3 separate regions of the Rattus norvegicus genome follow, and all the other regions are linked to region 1. The links are chromatin contacts, called in public Hi-C maps. All regions are on one chromosome and are shown on one strand. The core of a region is the stretch at or near the end of the contact, and the rest is flanking DNA. Distances in the headings are between cores, read along the strand shown. Region 1 overlaps Dennd2b (DENN domain containing 2B). Region 2 overlaps Dennd2b (DENN domain containing 2B). Region 3 holds the start of Rpl27a (ribosomal protein L27A).

Evidence for each region. Hi-C and Micro-C count contacts between places; a contact is called where the count stands out from the background.
Region 2: a Hi-C map of Schwann cells shows a contact between it and region 1, with 5 times the contacts expected there. The contact joins two enhancer-like sites. A contact is called at or near these places in 7 of 12 Hi-C or Micro-C datasets (the A7r5 cell line, the Rat2 cell line, Schwann cells and 4 more) and 1 of 1 datasets of contacts at active chromatin or transcription factors (oligodendrocytes).
Region 3: a contact with region 1 is called in a Hi-C map of kidney, with 4 times the contacts expected there. The contact joins the promoter of Rpl27a here to the enhancer-like site in region 1. A contact is called at or near these places in 10 of 12 Hi-C or Micro-C datasets (the A7r5 cell line, the Rat2 cell line, Schwann cells and 5 more) and 1 of 1 datasets of contacts at active chromatin or transcription factors (oligodendrocytes).

What each region holds. Positions count from the first base shown.
Region 1 is chr1:173,068,591-173,071,290 of GRCr8, reverse strand. The region is part of intron 2 of Dennd2b (DENN domain containing 2B); the gene reads left to right. Among named protein-coding and RNA genes, the nearest start is that of Dennd2b, 60 kb to the left of the region's middle. Within about 2 kb of position 1,355, at least 20 of the 93 cell types and tissues checked have an H3K27ac peak or open chromatin away from gene starts, as enhancers often do. A contact at or near this core is called in Schwann cells, where this site is marked.
Region 2 is chr1:172,990,548-172,993,333 of GRCr8, reverse strand. All of the region lies in intron 12 of Dennd2b (DENN domain containing 2B), which reads left to right. Among named protein-coding and RNA genes, the nearest start is that of Snora3B, 15 kb to the right of the region's middle. Within about 2 kb of position 1,388, at least 47 of the 93 cell types and tissues checked have an H3K27ac peak or open chromatin away from gene starts, as enhancers often do. A contact at or near this core is called in Schwann cells, where this site is marked.
Region 3 is chr1:172,973,205-172,975,904 of GRCr8, reverse strand. Rpl27a (ribosomal protein L27A) reads right to left here and starts at 1,332. Exons shown (of 5, transcript NM_001106290.1): 1 at 1,302-1,332; 2 at 871-934; 3 at 545-620; 4 at 1-103. The coding sequence starts at 1,304. LOC134478799 (small nucleolar RNA SNORA3/SNORA45 family) reads right to left here and starts at 421; the gene lies at 292-421. It also overlaps a transcript of Trim66 not described here.

The sequences.
Region 1 (2,700 bases), core at 106-2,605:
GCAGTGGGGCCTGTCTCCTCACCTCTAGGTATGAAAGGCAGGTCTGACTGATAGGAAGTGTCACTGTTCTGGAAGCCTCTTAGGAGCCAGACAGCATTCTGAAGAACTTGTAAGGGGAAAACCAAAAAGAAAAACAAGGAAGTGGGAATTCCAGGGGCAGATACTTGATATGTCCTGGAATTGCGCCAAGGAATGGAGAAATGAGGGAGGGGAAACTCCAAGCTATGGCACCCTGGATCTGTCCTCCGTCCTCAGTGACCCTTTAGAGTGTATGACATGTTAGAGTATCCCACACGTACCCTCAGCCTCTGTCATAGGTCAGGAGAAAACCTGCCAGCTATGACCCGGAGTAGCATTTGGAGAGAGCAGGTACAGAACAAGTTTTGTTTTTTTCCTTTCCTTGATTCAAACAGAGCAGCTCTCAGAGGTCATTTCTCGTCACTATGGCCACTCAGGCTTGAAGAAGTTTTAAACAGTTTGGATTGGACACATCACTGTGGCCTCTCAGGCCCAAAGAAGTTGTGTAAAACTTAGATTGTGCTGCAGTGTTCTTTTCTCCCCAGTCCTTCAGCTTCCCAGAGCTGAGTCACAAATTGGATCCCTCTATGTTCCTTAAGGATTAAAAAGTAACATTCCTCTTCTCACTCCCTCTCCCTCCCTTCCTCTGCACCCCTTTGTGTACACTTTCCCTCAGTGCTCCCAGTCTCCAGAAAGAACAATCAGTCACCCAAGGAAGTTGATACTTGGAATCTTTGGAAAAAAAGGCCTAGGGCGTGCTGTCTCTCCCTGGGCTGGGAAAACAGCTTGGAGGAGGCATCAGACTCTAAGTATCATGCTTGGCCTCCTTGCTGATATGCAACTAGGAGAGGAAAGCCCTGTCTCCCACCGCATCTGATACCAAGAATGCTTTGGGCAGGTGGACTGGCTTCTCAGGAAAGTGCCCTTTAGTACCCGTATGGAACTGGGTGTCAGCTGTCATCATCCTAGCAACACCAGGTTTCCACTGTTGGGTCCAGGAGAGTTTGCTAAGGCAGTCAAGCAAAGGCCACACATTTCTCTGGCCCATGGAGGCTAGGCAGCAGCCTCTCAGAGTCTGGCTTCACTTCCCTTTTGTGCCTCTATGTTGACTTGGGGGCTAGGGGAGGAAGGCTGCAAATAATTGAGTTCTTTGAGATAGAGGGACCATGGCTTAGAAGGCATGAAGGGAAAAAAACAAAAAACACCAGCCATCTGGCATAATATAACAGGCAGATTTCTCTTCAAAGCCCGTGGGAAAACTTGCATTAATGTGACTTCTGTTAAAGGAAGGGAGAGGGGGGTATCTCTTTCTGCCAGAGGGGCAGTACAGTGATCCTCTGTTTGAGTAGGTCGCAGTGTCTGTCTTAGGGAAGTATGTTATCATTCTGTGTTACACTGAGATGGTTAGAGAAATCCTGGTGTCTGTTCCAGCCTGGAGCCCTAGAAAATGTCTGTAGATTTTTTGCTTTGGGGGTGTTTTTTGTTGTTGTTTGTTTTTGTTTTGTTTTTGAGAGGAGAGGAGGTTTTATGAGTTTAGACTACCTTATTGATGATTTTCTCTATTGACCCCACCCCCACCCCTGGCTCTGACATAATGAATACACTGTTGTGCGGCCTGTTGAAACAATTGCAATGACTGAATATTTACGCTTCCCTAAGACTGTCCCTGTTAAAGGGCAAATTACATGCAATTAGGGTATGAAGCTGCTTCAACCAAGATGGGCCTGTTTCCATGGGCTTGTCTTGAAACAACTTCAGTTTCTTCTCCTATGAGTCCTGCTGTAGCTGAAAGTTTGTAAATTAGAGGTTGCCTTTGGGAATCAAAACAGTGTGTGAGGGCTGTCTGAATCTAATAAAAGGAGAGTAACTAAGGGTTTTGAGAGAAAGACCTAGAAGTAACAGGAGAGAGGTCTTGGACAAGGGAGCTAAGAAGAAAGTAGTTCTGAGCAGCAGCAGTGCTTTTAAGAGGAAGGCTGGCCTGGGAGGCCTTCATATATATGCTATGCTATGTGTGTGATCTATAACATATCATTGTATGTGTGTGGGGTGTGTGTGTGTGTGTGTGTGTGTGTGTGTGTGGTATGTGTGAGTGAGTGTGTGTGTGTGGTGTGTGTGAGTGAGTATGTGTGTGTGTGGTGTGTGTGGGGGGTGTGTGAGTGTGTGTGTGTATGGTGTGTGTGTGTGGTATATGTGGGGCATGTGTGTGTGTATGTGTGTGGTGTGTGTGTGGTATGTATATGTGGGGTGTGTGAGTGAGTATGTGTGTGTGTGGTGTGTGTGTGGTATGTATATGTGGGGCGTGTGTGTGTATGTGTGTGGTGTGTATGTGGTATGTATATGTGGGGTGTGTGTGTGTGGTGTGTGTGGTGTGTATGTGAGGGGTCTGTGTATGTGTGTGGTATGTGTGTGTGTGTGGTGTGTATCTATGGGTGGGGTGTGTGTGGTGTGAGTGTGGTGTGTGTGTGGTGTGTTTAAGTGTGTGGTGTGTGTTTGTATGTGTGTGTGTATGTGTGTGTGTGGTGTACGTGTATGTGGTGTGTATGGTTGTGGTGTGTGTGGTGTGAGTGTGTGGTGTGTGAGTGTGTATGTGTGTGTGTGGTATGTGTATGTGTGTGTGTGGTGTGAGTGTGTGGTGTGTGAGTGTGTATGTGTGTGTGTGGTATGTGTATGTGTGTGTGTGGT
Region 2 (2,786 bases), core at 139-2,638, 78 kb after region 1:
TGTACCCTTCTGCAGCATTAGCCTGTGTCAAAGCCTGTGATCCGTTGAACCTGTCCCTAGTACTTGTACTTGCACAGCTGAGGGACCCCTGGGATAGCAGGGCTCAGAGTAGCCTATCTGATAGGACCCTAAGACTATGTGCAATGGTAGGTGGGATGGATCACCTTCTGCTTGGCTGTTAGAGCATCTTAGCTTTCTCGACTTTTCTTTGTATTCTTCCTTGGATTGTCCTCTTAGATTGCTGACCTCTGGTTATGACCATGTTACCCACAGTTTATATTTGCTCATTCAGGTAAGTAGAGCACAACCTTATTCACCCCACAGCTGGCCAGCCTCATGTGGGGAGGAACTCTCACCATGCTCTGGTAGAGCTGCCATTCGAGCAGGGACTGAGATGCACACCTCCTCTGGGGTTCTTGGAGAAATATTTTGAACTTAGTGGAAAGATAGAATTTTGAAAATAGAAACTTTTTTTCTCCCCAAAGAGCAATCTCTGTTTCTTTCATTCCTGGGAAGGGGGTTGCTATAGAGCTACAAAGAACTAGAGGGAGAGCAGAGCCCATTGCCTGTCTTCCCTTTCATTCTCCTCAAAGGTCAGTCATTGGGTCGTTGACAGTGTTCTTTGGTTTCCAGATGTTAGTAGGAGAAGGCCGTGTCGGTTACCAGTCTAGGGACAGATAAGGGAGATCGTAGACTGGAGTCTTGTATAGAAAGAGTCCTGAAAGAAGGGTTTGGGGGCATCCATCCAACAGTGTCCATCCACAAGCATCCATTATACACCTATTGTAGGCCAGGCCATATACTAAAAATATATAAACAAAAGTCCAGCACGTATCCCTCAGTGTACAGGAGCTGGTCCAGTAGAGGAGGCCAACTTTTAGTGTTGGAGGGAAGGTCTGTGGGAGTATAAGTTTGCTTAGGATCTGCCATGCTCCAGAAGATGCTTCAGTGGAGTTGTGTCTCTTCTTTTACAATCTTTATGATAGCCTGTGGAGTATTATTATCTCTGACCTGTAGATTAAGAAATTGAAACTCCAAGATGGAATGACTTATCCAAGGTCACACAGCAGTGTGTTGCGAGCCAGAGCTGATTTCCAAATCCTTTATCACCAGTCTGGCATTCTTGGATCCCTACCCTAACCCCAGAGGATGATCTAGGGAGAAAACGGTATTTAGCGATTGAATGCTTAGTGTGCTGAGGGACAGGGGAGGGGTCCAGATGCCAGGCTGGGAGCCAGGCAGAGACCCAGCATGTGCCTGGATCCCCAGGGCATAGGGAGGAACGTTTTAAAGGCTGCCTTTGACAGCACAGGGATGGAACAGAGCTGTGCTCCTTTGCAGTGGGCCTGCTGCCCCTAGGGAAGAGCATGTTTGTCCTGGCGCACTCAAAGAGGGCCTGGGCTGGGTCCCTGCCAAGGGGGCTGGCACTGGCTCGGCATTCCTGCAGATTGGACACAATGATTCTAACCCAAATCCCACATACTTGATTTAATCACTTGGGGCTTTAGGGGAGGTGGGGAGTGGGGAGGGAAAGAGAGAGGAGTAAGTTTCAAACCTAATATGGACAAAACAGATTCTGCCTTCTCTTTAGATCTGTGACTGTGGCCAGCAGGTTTGGAGACTGAAATAGCCCCATCTGTATTTGCTTAGCAGCCTGCATGAGGGGCCAGCACCTGCTGTTTTGCTCCCTCCCCACTAGGCCTTGCCAGGCACTCCAGGCTGCTGAACCCAGAGGCAGCCATGGGGTCCTGCCAGCTTCTTGCTGGAGAATGAACTCACTCTAGTCTACTAACAGGGTTCTGCCCAGCGGTGCTTACAGTATGTGTCTCTTTCTTCCACTACTTGCCTCTTAAATCCCCTTTCCTTCTTTGTTCTCTCTCACTTCATAGCATACCTCTATCCTGTGTCTCTCTGTTCCTTTCTCGCCCTCCTATCAGAAAACAGCAGGCTTTGGAGGAAAGACAGCAAGATGAAAGGCTGCACAGACTCCTGGTTACAGCCTTCTACTTATGCAAGCCTAGACAAAGGCCTAATCTTCGAGAACTCAGCTGTCTCCTCTATAAAACTGGGTGATAATGCTGCTCTCGTATTCTTTTTGTATATAGTACCAAGACTAGGACTGTTTTAGGAAACATTTAATAAAGCCATTCTCTTCTCTTGTTTTTCTTTTGCCTTCCTTGGGCATGGATCAAGGGAGAAAAGAGGTATTTTGCAGAGTTTCCCTCATGGTGATGGGGAGGGTGGAGATAAGGCCACATGTCCTATTCTGAAGAGTGTCCACAATCCCTTCTTAGGAGCTAGATTGGTTAAGAGCGCTTGATGCTCCTGCAGAAGACTCAGGTTTGATTCCCAGCACCTACATGGTGGTTCACAACTGTCCGAAACCCAGTTCCAGGGGACCTAGTGCCCTCCTTTGGCTTCATGGGCACAAGGCTCACCTGTGGAACACATACAAACATGCAGCAAAACACTTATACATAACATAAAATGAACTAGTCAAAAAAGATTAAGTTAAAAAAGTCTTGGCATCACATCCTTTGGGGTAGCCTCCTTATGGATATAAATCCGCAAGCCTCCCTGTGACCTCTGCCAGGCTCTGTCTGTGTTTTCCTGGGATAAAGGATGGAGCTTCCCTGGAGCTTGGCATGAGATTGAGTCTGCCCTCTGGGAATGGTGGCCTTTCTTTGGGAATCTGGTTGAGTTTAGACGTTTGGGGTTATCCTTACTAGAGGGACTGTACTTAATGCTCAGGTCCCAAGGAAAATGAGGCAGATGTGGTATTCACA
Region 3 (2,700 bases), core at 83-2,582, 95 kb after region 1:
GACCAACGTCCATAATTTATCCAGGTTGACAGTTGGGCAGAAGCTCTGGTTCCTCTTCAAGTGGTAATGCCTCATGCCAACTTTGCCGAAGTAACCTGGATGACTAGGAAGGAAGGCAACCATCTTCAGAGCAAGCTCATCTTTCTAGCTATCTCCTATCGCAGTATAAATGTTCACTATTGTAAACATTGACACGGCAGGCACCTGATATAATTTTTAACTGGCTGTCAGGCCACTCAGTAGAACCCCGCCCTCACTTTTAACAGGGTCCCTAAACAGGGTTGATCTGAAGTATGTCACTAACCTGGTGACTGACTGCGCCATAAAGTCCACAGCCAGTGAATAAGGTCAGTAGTTTTTCTTCGAGGACTCTAGCACACTGAGGCAACAAGCAATACCTGAGCGTGACTCTAGCCTCGGACAGGTTCCCTCAGTTCACATGCAGTGTTTTGCTCGCTAAAGCTAATAACCAACGTTAAGAAACCGTTTCCAGAGAGAAGCTGTTCTAAGTCATCCCTTCTGCCCCCACTTCCGAAACACTCACTATTTGTCAAAGTTGATCCTGTGGTGATGCATGCCTCCAGCATTCCCGCGGCCTCCTGGGTGCTTGCGGTGCTTACCTGCAGGCACACAAAGCTACATGAATGACTTCTACCTGCTCGCATGCTCTCGTTTGTTCTCAGTTTACAATCCGTTTCTGAGCATGAGTTATCAAGACTCAGGGATAAACCTTTTCGGCCTTCCGCCCCCACTACCAACATAAAGTAGGGAAACTGCTATGCCCAGGCCTCAGAAATGTTTTCTTCGACTTACAGTTGTCTACTTTCCAACACAACTCAAAGGCCAAACGCCTAGAAGGCCCACACTTACCGATGCGACCGTGGCCGTGGCTCACGTGGCCCCGGAGTTTCCGGGTCTTCCTCAGTCTGGATGGCTGTATGGGAAAAACAGCAAAATGGTTAGGCCTGCCTAAGGAAAGGGGAGGTTGGAGAGCGAGCAGCAAGGCTTGCCTGCCCGGATTATGCCTGCAAATGAGAACTTGCCTTTTGAAGGATTCAGCAAGGTTGAGGTTACAGACCGGGAGCGCGTTCAGACGCCCAGGCCCGCGCGTCTAAGGCGACCCAACTCCGGTCGGAACACGCGGCCCCAGGTCCCTCGCCCCAGACCCAAGTGAGCCATCCCGCCCCGCAGGCTACTTGCAGCCATGGAGACCCACTAAGACCAGGGCAAGCAGCCGAAAGGCAGGGAGGTAGAGCGCCCAGCCGCCACAAGGAAGCGGAGGCCACGAGAAGAACACCTACCATGGCGGTGGCAGAAAAGAAAGAGGGAGGAGCCCACCAAGTCTCGCGAGGTAGAAGGCGCGGGGGTGGGACTAAGGCTCCATTTCCGGCCCAGAAGCTGGCCTCGGGAGGGGCTCAGACGTCAGCGACTTCCGGCGCCCGCCTCTTCCTTTCCGTGTGGGTGGGCGGGGTAAGCGGTGGCGCCCGCCCCCGGGAATCGCGGTTACCACCATGCTTATCTCTTTCTGGGGCTTGGCGGGCGTTTTCTTAGTACAATGCTCTCTTCTGGCGCTGTTGGTTCTGTCTCCTGGCCGCCATGGCGGTGTCTCAGAGCATCTGCAAAACTTCCACAGGTCCTCTGGTCTCCCTTGAAGGGACACTGCCCTTCTCTTTTGCTCTTGTCCTGTCAAATTTGAACAGCCTTCTGCGCTTCAGGGATCTAGATTTTGAACTATTTTCTATAAACACATTTGAATTTTCTCCAGAATCTGGCTGGTAAGCTTTTAGTCCTCTGGACCCGAGGTTCCCAGCCCGGTGTGTTCCTCATGCAAGCGATTCCTGCGTGAACTTTTTTGGACCTGTTTTGTTACTTGTTTACTTGAACCACCACACAATCTGGCATGTAACTCCAAATTACTAAATTACATTTTTCTTCCCGATTGAGCCCAAATTCTCTAAGGGTTCAAGGATTGACCAGTATTGTTTGTTTGTTTTTTCCCCTTAAATCCATGAGTTCCTGACATGTAGCCTGTTTACTAAGAATACAAAAATGTCCCACTTGTGCACAAGATCCTCTCCCCTTAACTGTTTTGTTTTGGTTTTTCTGACTTGATCTGTTAAACTAAAGAGTATTCTAGTTAAAATACCCTAAATTCTTATGTCTATTAGGACCCGTTTCTTAAAAAAGAGTGGGCAGATCCCATCCATCTGCTGGCTTCTTATTTAGTGTTCAATTCATTACAATCTAGGCAGTTTGGCTTTAGCCACACCATTGCCTCAAGATTTTTTATTTGCTTGTTTTGAGACAGGGTCTTACTCTGTAGCCAAGGCTGACCTGCATATATGTACTTCCTGATTGCTGGAATTACACTCCTAATTGGTTTGATGGGCATGATGGTCTATTTTAAGATTTATTTATTTATTATATATAAGTACACTGTAGCTGTCTTCAGACACACCAGAATAGGGCATCTGATCTCATTACAGATGGTTGTGAACCACCATGTGGTTGCTGGGATTTGAACTCAGGACCTCTGGAAGAGCAGTCAGTGCTGTTAACCACTGAGCCATCTATCCAGCCCCGGTGTATAACTTTCATATGTGGACTATAACATATCTTATTTAGCTCCTGTTTAGGTAGTCATGTTGGTGAGACTTCTGGTGTGGCTTCTAACACCCCTAGGAGACCGACAATTTCACA